Linked DNA regions of Rattus norvegicus: region 2 is linked to region 1. The links are chromatin contacts, called in public Hi-C maps. All regions are on one chromosome and are shown on one strand. Each heading gives the region's core, a stretch centred on a gene start, on an enhancer-like site or on the middle of the called end of the contact. The rest is flanking DNA. Distances are from core to core; before and after follow the strand shown. Region 1 overlaps Fndc3a (fibronectin type III domain containing 3a). Region 2 has its middle 57 kb from the start of Chchd2l2-ps5.

The links. Hi-C and Micro-C count contacts between places; a contact is called where the count stands out from the background.
Region 2: a Hi-C map of liver shows a contact between it and region 1, with 2.4 times the contacts expected there. The contact joins two enhancer-like sites. A contact is called at or near these places in 3 of 12 Hi-C or Micro-C datasets (kidney, liver and mammary epithelial cells).

The regions. Positions count from the first base shown.
Region 1 is chr15:54,163,974-54,168,973 of GRCr8, reverse strand. Fndc3a (fibronectin type III domain containing 3a) reads left to right here. Exons shown (of 26, transcript NM_001412039.1): 4 at 3,764-3,840. Among named protein-coding and RNA genes, the nearest start is that of Fndc3a, 110 kb to the left of the region's middle. Within about 2 kb of position 3,388, at least 1 of the 93 cell types and tissues checked has an H3K27ac peak or open chromatin away from gene starts, as enhancers often do. A contact at or near this core is called in liver, where this site is marked.
Region 2 is chr15:54,355,956-54,360,381 of GRCr8, reverse strand. No RefSeq gene overlaps it. Among named protein-coding and RNA genes, the nearest start is that of Chchd2l2-ps5, 57 kb to the right of the region's middle. Within about 2 kb of position 3,136, at least 10 of the 93 cell types and tissues checked have an H3K27ac peak or open chromatin away from gene starts, as enhancers often do. A contact at or near this core is called in liver, where this site is marked.

The DNA.
Region 1 (5,000 bases), core at 2,139-4,638:
TTTGCTGTTTTTGGACATTCGCTTTTATTTTAAAACATAGGAAGCTTTGTATCCTAAAGCCGTGTTGTGTGTTTTTAATGTCAAATCTGTTCGCTATAAAAATACTACAAATTGTTATGTGGTTATGAAAATTGTAGACTATGATCTAGAGTGATTATAAATTTCACAGCATGTCCCATTCTGTCTGGCTTCTTGATTTTTTTTTTCGTGTTTCTCTTTTAAAACTGATCTGAAAATTGGCACCAGATAATTTGGAAGCCATTGTGCACGGCAGCAGTCAGCAGCCCGTTGCATATTTAATTTTAAATGCTTGGACAAATCTGTAGTTTCGGGTTTTTTTTTTCTAAAAACGAAAGAAAGAAATTTCTTGAATATAAATGAAGATTAACAAGGAAACAATAGGTTTGGTTTGTGTTGGGTAAAATAAATTAGGTATAAATTATTGATGGTACTTTTAAGAATTTGGGTGGGGAGTTTCTCGAATTTAAGGCAAATGACAAATAGAATTGTACCCTCTTTTGCAGATTTTTTAAAATAAGAAGTCGACCCTTAATAGTAATGCAATCTCTCTGTGCTTTGGGGTAAAATTTGCCTAAAGCTTGTCAATTCTGAAGGAGCTGTTAGGTGTACCTACATTTGTTCAGGTACAGCTTTCTTGTGCCAGTTGTACATGTTGTGTACTCCTATCTTCCCTAGACACAGTCTGCTTTGCTGCACACAAATTTAAGACAGTTTGTGGTTAATCTTCTAGAACTTTCTGAGTTACAAAGTATTGTTGCACCTAGGAGGTAATAAGCATTGTGTTAATAAGTGTTCATGGGTTTTAGAGTTCTGTTACTATAGACACAGATCAGGCAAAATGGTGCTGCCAGCATTGTGGATCTGAATATCAGTACTTGTGTTTACTGTTTATGTATTGGGGGTGTGGCAGGTGTGTGTTCAATGTTGAATATATCCCACCATTATTTTAGATAATGTACATAGCACTGATAAATTGCCTTTTTAAAATCCATGTGGCATTTCTGCCTCCCAATTAGAAAATTTACTTAAGTAGTCAAAGTGATCACATCAGAAAGGAGTTTTTTGTGAAACTAAATGAATTGTTTCAGCAGCTATCAAAGTAGTGAACTGAGTACAGTGGCAATCCTAGCATTGTGGAGGCTGAGATAGGAGCTGTGGCTGCCTCACCTAGAAGTTACTGCTCTAATATCACAGAGAAACAAAACACCGGTTCAGTTGTTTTCATTAAAGAACAGTTCTGCTTTTGAAGATGCCTGTCTGCATTCTTTCATTTCCACATCATCTTCATCAATCCCTGACATCAATGACTTTATTTATTAAACTTTGCAGTGGGTGCAAAGAGTCTGCAGTCTGAGCTTAGTTCATAGTCAGAGCTCGGTAAACATTATTTTTTCTATTAAGTAAACAAATACAATTGTCAACAAAATCTCTGGTTCTCGGTCATTTAATATCTAAGTCAAATCTTACAATTTAGAAGGCTGATTTACTGGCTTATATGAATTAGTTAATGAATAAAAATGACTATTAGTGTACAATTATTCCCCTTTCTCCAGAGAGCAGAAATGAAGCCTTTCTGTGTAGAGATTTTAAAGAGGCTCTCACGAGTGCTACTTAGCAAACTCATAGGTAATGTTTACTTAAATTTAGAATTGTGTTTCTGCTGTTATGCTTTCCAAGGAAATAAAAACAAAGGTAGCCTTAATTTCCTTAGAGGCAAGACCTAATGACTAGTAGCAGTTACTGACCGTGAGTAGCATTTCAATGTTCATGTGATGTATATCCTGAAAAATTAAACTGTTGGCTTTTTAAATTCCTGCTGTACCACTTGGGCAAACTTAAGTTCCCTCTGCCTCATTTCTGTCTGGATAATGGGTAATATTAAATATAGTTGTTTAAATGATTATGAAGAGAAAAATGTTAAAAACATGGCTTATAGTATTAGTGTTCATGACTTATGATTAAGATAATACTTAGAGGGGGGTGGAGAGTGAATCAGAATTAAAAAGTACTTGTTGCTCTTACAGAGGACCTGGGTTCAGCTTTTAGCACTGACATAGATAACTGCAGTTCCAGGGGATCCAGCACTCTCTTCCAACCTTCACAAGCACGAGACACAGGACAAGCACATATGAAGACAAAGCACTCACATAAAATAATTTGCTTTGGTGCTGTGCTGTTACTTAGCTAGAGAACACTTGCTGGCCAGGCCTGAGCACTCCAACTCCCCGAATTTTCCAGGTTTCTTTTGGACAAGAGTGTTGCTAACACTTGTGTAGGTAACTCAGTATACTGCAGAAGTCTGCACTCCCTCTGCTTGCTTTCTAGTAACTACTTCAGCCCTGCTCTCCTTCTCGTTCTTTTTCCTCACTCTATTTTCCCCCCTTTTCTCCATTTAATGTTTCCTCCCTTCCTGCTTCTCTCTTGTCTTTCTTCTCTTTCACTTCTCCCTCCCATTTCTCTTCAGTTCCCCTTATGACATGATTTAGTACTTTTCTTCTCAAAGCCCACTATCTTAACATTTCCCTTTCTCTTTCTTCCTAGCCCCCTATCACGCCAGGTTGTTCTGACTTCCCCTCACCCCTCCCTAAAAAGACTGCAATCTGGATTTGCTGGGACCTGCTTGCTTTTCAGTCACGTGGCCCTAACCAGTAGTACCATTCACCTCAAAAGCAGATTTTCTACATGTAAAAGAGATCACCTCCCCCTACCCCCTGGCTCTTTTTTTTTACCAGATCTGATACACTTTCTTCTTAGAAAAGATAATAATATATATAAAAGATTTCTTTCAACAGATTAAAAACTGGAGCATATGGAATACTGCAGTTTAAAGTTATTGGGAGAAAAGATCCAAAAGAGGTATTTTTCTAAAAAGTTATTTATAGCAAGTGAGGTTTTTGTTTTAGAAAGGATAAAACTTCCAAGAATACTTATTCTCAGAAAGGTGAAGAGAGAATAAGATCACATTTATAAAGGTTATATGGAAAGGTGACACCATAAAAGTAGAAGACAGAGTGCAAGTGAAGCTCACATTGTTTACAATGTCCCTGTACATTCCTTCAAGTGTTCTTAGCTGCAAGGACAGGACCACTCTACACTGCACAAGTCCTTACCCTTACAGAACTCTTCAAAGACCTTACTGTTCCTCCTCACTACTCCCCCTTCTGCCTTTGTGTATGTGGGGGGGTCCTTCTCCATTTCTAATTGGTTGTTTTTTTTTTTTTTTTTTTTTTGGTTCTTTTTTTTCGGAGCTGGGGACCGAACCCAGGGCCTTGCGCTTCCTAGGTAAGCGCTCTACCACTGAGCTAAATCCCCAGCCCCTGGTTGTTTTTAAATACAAAGTTCAGTTTGATTTTCCTACTTGCACAATCATTGGAGTCACATGGGGTATTTGTACAGTGAATGATTGGAGATTGTAAACTGACTAGTTTTAAGGTTTTACATGTTACTCATAAGTATAAGAACTGAGCAAGTGTGGGAAATGTAGATGTACTTAACGATAATGCATACTCTTCATAAAGTAAATGTTACATAAAAACTTATGTTATCATATATAACATATTAAATTTTACATAAAACATAGAGTAATGGTATATAAAAACTCGGTAATCTTCATTCTTTCCATGGAATAAAATCACAGCCACTGTTGGCTTCATGTTTAGCTTAGGTGAAATAGTCATGCTGTTGTCCGCCTCACCTTGCTAAGCGCTGATGGATTATTGCATCATTTCTGTAACCCATTCAGGTCCTGCTCAGGTTCCAATGATGTCCCCAAATGGTTCCGTGCCTCCTATTTATGTGCCTCCTGGATATGCCCCACAGGTATGCTTTTTGTGTGTATTTCTTTATATGTATGTATAGATGTAGATATGTGTGTATGTAGATAAACAGGTAGATAATGTTACTCTCCTTGACATTGATTCTGGTGAAAATATGCTGTTAAAGATCTGGATATTCTCCAAAGCAGTATCTTCTATAAGTCCATTTCAAATATTTACTATATTTGGAAAGGAGGGAAGAATACATTGGTACTATTCAGCACTCAGAGTTACCTTTGGGCACTAAACTCCAAGAGAGGTTTTAGTGTCTTATCTCTTTGAATATGCACATTGTATAGCTAAGTTGCCTACACATAGCTCTTTAGATGATTGACTTAAGTAAGGCAGGAGAGAAGACCTTCAGGTACTCCAGTAATCATGTGGACACAGTGTGGCAAATAGGATTTGTTTCCATGTCTCCTTATAGCCCAGGCTGACCTCAGACTTACAGTCCTCCTGCCTCCTGAGAGTGTGGATGGCATGTGTGTGACACTATACCTGCCTCCCAGAGAAGAGCACTTAAGCCTGCAGGCCTGAGACTGAGGAGACGACTGTAATCCACCCTGAAGCCCTTCTGCAACCCTGAGGACTGGGGGATATCATTGCTGTCCTCACTGTAGCCATTCCCTACAGCCCTGAGACTGAGCTCAGTGCCCTCTGTCTCCTAACCTCATGTGAATTGCCAATCTAAAGAATTAAGTGTAGCTCGGTTGGAAATACAGGCAAATGGAATTAAATGGTAGAACTGAGACGTTAGCGTTGTCCACTACTGCAATTCCTTCTGTTCAGTGCTGGCTGCAGCAATTTCCTGTTAGGGACACTTACATTCTCTGCTAGAGAGCAAATCTGCATTTAGGTACTCTTCAGACCATGTCTTTCTCCCTGAGGATAGCAGAATATTGGTAGGCTATTGTGGTAGATTCTTGTTTAGATTATGAAACATACCTCTATGACAGAAGAAATTAGTATGGAGGATAGACATTGCCTGAAATAGTCAGGAAACCTGGATCTTTTATCTCAAACCTTTGCTGGTTGTTGGGTTTTGGGCATATCAACTTCCTTGACTCCGTGTACCCTCCTTGTGATGTGATGAAGACACGAGGCTGTGTATTTAAATACCCTGTAATCTTTGTAGAGTAGGCTCTGGTCACTGACACTACTTAA
Region 2 (4,426 bases), core at 1,887-4,386, 190 kb before region 1:
TCCTGGGGTCAGGATTCTTTCTAAAATTACAAATGGACTCCTAAGACAGAACACACAGAGTAAAATTTAACCTACTTTACAAAACAAGCAAACAACAACAACGATGACCACAAGAACAAAAAGCCCCCCCAAAACCCAAAACCCATTACTGTGAAGAACTAAGGCTCCCTTGTATTTTCTCTCTGTGTCTTAAATCCATATGCAATTTCTAAACCCACTTCTGGCCTTGATGATTTCTAAACTCCCAATATCCTAGAAATGACTTTGTACTACTACTCTAAGTAAACCTGGCTGAGATAGCCCCAAGCCAATGCCTTCCCTACAGCTGTCCACATGTCAGTCTCTGAACTGTTTTGCAAGAATGATGTCCATAATACCCCAAAAATCGGATGACTGAGAGGATGAAGGAACTTCTAAAACTAAGAAATGTTGCCACATAATGTTTGGTTACTCAAACTTTTGTGAGCATATTACTTGGTACCCAGCTATGTCTCAGTTGATGAACATTCTAGACAACCAGATTTTTTGTAAAACAAAACAAAAACAAGATTTACTCAGTTAGTGTGGTCTATCTCATGCTACATAAAGAGGGAAATATTTCCTCACTAATAACTCTTGATTTTGTATTGAGAAAAGTTTTTTTTTGTTTGTTTGGTTTTTTTTTTTTTTGGTTTTTGTTTGTTTGTTTGTTTTTAAGAAAAGAGTTTGCAGTATCCTCTCTGGGTAAAAGCTTATTTTCCATCCCTTTCTACTTGGAAAAATGCTATTTATCTTGAAAATTCAAGCCTAAGTATCAGGGACATGTCTCCTGACTCTTTCTGGGCAATTTTTCTTTTCTGCCCTTCCTGCTCTCAAAGAACAAAAGAGCCTAAATGGTTAGATATGGGGTACTGGAAAGCAGAAAGTGCCTCCTGTTTAGCCTCAGCAGTCCTGGCATGGGGACTAGCAGTTGGTGCTTCAGACACTTATCAGTAAATATTGCGTGTTTCAGAATGGCCTATTTGGTGGACATCTTAAGGAATGGAGAAGCCATATGACTAGCCAAGGATAGTATCAAGAAAAAAGAAAAGCAAGCAAATAAAAATTTAAGGAAATAGCGAAACAATAGATAGGAGAGAAAGAATATAGGAACAATAGAGACGACTGGTTCTAGAGTATTAAATGCCCTATGATTACTGATTTTTCTATTTAAGGTACAGTTTTAGTATCTGTTCTCAGAGATGCTATTAGCTTTGAAAACATTGTCCATTATCCTTTCTCCTAACCTGAGCCCCACAGCTTCCTACTCATTCACCTATCAGTACTTTCCAATTCTGACTCAGAACTTCAAGGCTCTTACTCACACCCCTCCCTCTGCTTCCTGGGCAGATAGTCAGAAGACAAGCAACACAAAAGCTAACTGGGAGTATTTCCCATCGGTTGAGAGGGAACATTGGTTTAATGTGTCCTTGACCAAAAGCATTCATTGCAAGAAGAAATAAGCTTTGCATGATTCTTCAGACAGTCTTTAGAAGCTGCTCATTTACCTACCAAAAAGAATTCAAATGAAGAAGGGAAAGAAAGGGAAGCAAAGAGCTTATGTCTATAAAAACCAAAGGACAAACAGCAGGGGTCCACAGGCAGCAATCTGTGAGTCAAAGAAAGAAAATACCAAACCTGTGAATTCCCTGGTTTCAAAACTAATTTGCTCACTATGAACCAATCTTACAATTCATTAGCTTCACCCTAGAGACAGGACTGAATGTCAGCTCCGTTCCTGACCTATAAGTAAGAGGTGTCACTAGCTCAGAAATGAGCAGAATAACAAAGCCAATCGATGGGATTGTTACAACGCTGAAAAATAACAAGCTATGTCCTCAAGTTTGGGAAAGAGAAGAAATTTTTCTTCCTTTCTCTTTAGGAAAGATTTAAAAAAAAAAAGGAATATCTTCAAACAGCACTAAGTTGAAACAAAATATATCCAAAGAATTAAAAATAAAACCAAATTACCCCAATCATTTATTTAACCTGAATGAAGAGCTGGGATCAGGGATATTACCTCACGAGCAAATCACGTGGTGCTATTCCCTGTGGCAGGCTTGATCTTACCACTGCAGAGTGAGTATAGTGTGTGCTGCTGGATCTTCCTGCATTCTGGGTGAGGGGACTGAAGGTGTCTATGATACCATGGGATTTACTTGTTCAATAGGGCAGAGCCTCAGTCAGCTGGGACCCAGAAAGATTATATGGGGGAGAGTCATGACCAACCAGCCTGAACCTACATCTGTCTGCTGTTACTCAAGTGAGAACAAAGCCTACAGCTGCCTGAGAACTACAGTTTGGAGCCTTATTTATAAGAGTGGCTGTTTTGTCTGCACATATGCTTTACTTTTAGTTCATCTTATTAAAGTTTAATAAAAAAGAATCATAAAAAAGTGTAAATGCAGATAAGTGAAAAGAAACAAAACATAAAATAGAGAGAAACACCTTCCACTTTATCAACTCACTTTAAATGGATCTACCATTATAATCCCCAGTGGAGGTGTTAGAGAAAGGACCAAAGGACCCCATAGGAAGAACAAGAATACCAGCCAACCAGACACCACAGAACTCCCAGGGACTTAAACCACCAGTCAAAGAGGACACACGGAGAGACCCATGGCTCTAGCCACATATGTAGCAAAGGATGGCCTTGTTGACTACCAGTGGGAGGAGAAGCCCTTGGTCCTTTAAAGGCTCAGTGTGCCAGTGTAGGGAAATGCCAGAGAGGGGAGGCAAGAGTGGGTTTGTGGGTAGGGGAGCACCCTCATAGAAGCAGGGAGTAGAGAGATGGGATTGGGGGTTTCTGGAGAGGAAACCAGGAAGGGGGATAACATTTGAAATGTAAATAAAGAAAATATCCAATTAAAATAATGCAAAAAAAAGATAGAGCTCACTATTTTGTAAATTTTTTTCCACTTAAAAATATAATGAGAGCCTGGGTATAGTATAATGATAGAGTGTTTGGCTAGAAGGCACAGGCCCTGGGTTTGATTCCCAGTACTAAAAAAAAAGAAAAATCATAACCATATTTCCTTGTGCTTCTTTAAACACTGTGCAGTCATCATCACTTTAATAACATGGGAAAAGCACAGGTTGCTGAACAGCAGTATATCTGTTCATTAACCAGCAAACCTTGAACACTGCCAGGTGGCAGTTCTCAGAATGCTCAGCTCCCGGACTATGAGCTCAGGTGATTACTCGGAAAATCCAGTCATTTGATATTGTGGTAGAACTTAAGCTGCTATTGCCAGGTAAACAAACAACAAAGCAACCCCCTAGCCAGGACATATTCTTGTCACCAAGACACTTCCAATGTGATGGGCAAGAGTAGTCGTTCTTTAAGAGCTCTGACTCATCTCCAGAACCAAAGCAATGTGACTTTGCAGTCCGGCAGGTCTGGGTCAGTGTGACAGCTCCTCCACTGTTCACCTAACAGGAAGAGGAGACGTCTGCACTGAGCAAGCTTCTTGGTAGAAATTGCGACATTTCCTCCCGCTCGCATTCCTTCGGTTGGAGCTTAATTGCCTAACTAAAGCTAGCTTCAAAGGCATCTGGGAAATGACATGCAAACAGGGTGGTCCTGTGTTCACTAAAACTCCATGAAATGGAAGAAAGGGAAAAGAGAGCTGAGAGGAAAATAACAGCCCTTCAGAGTTCGTTTACAGCACAGTGTTCAGGAACAGAAGCATGGCTTCATCGACTTCTAGACACTGACTTACCCTGGCTGGTTACTAGCTATTGGACACCCTGACTCTACTTGACTAGTTACTAGCTATCTTCTAAGAGACTGATACATAACCCCGGTTTGCAGAACAGAACCTCTAAGACTCACATTCATATAGGAGAATTGTGTTCCATGTACAGAAAGTGCTTCTAAGACATTCATTGCAGCTACAACATACCCAAAGCCAATAGAAAATTGATGCTTTGTAGGCAGAAGGTAAGAGTGAACATAATACAATAAAGAATCAATCCTAAATGGCATTGGATGAAGTATAGAAGCTGAATGCCAAGCCCTGGAGCCAGGCTGCTGAAGTCTGGACCCTGACTCAGCCACTTGCTAGCCACTTGAGCAAGTTGGGCTACCTCTGCACCTCACTTTCCACATTTAGAAAGTAGAGATTAAGACTAGCGACTACCTACCTGTACGGTGGCTTCTGAGAATTCTATGAGTTCATGTAGAACACATGTAGCCTAGACTCTAGCACAAAGCATGTTGTGTGTAAAGCATTGGCCCCCATTCATCTCAAGTCTGTTCTCAAAGAATATTAACCATAGAAAAAAACCATCTATTCACCCAAGTGTTTGCAGTGGAGCTGTACAGATCATCACAGCAAATCTTGCCATTTCTATTCCTATCCCCAATACCCTGCACTTCCAAAACCAGTATGTCATATTCTGTATT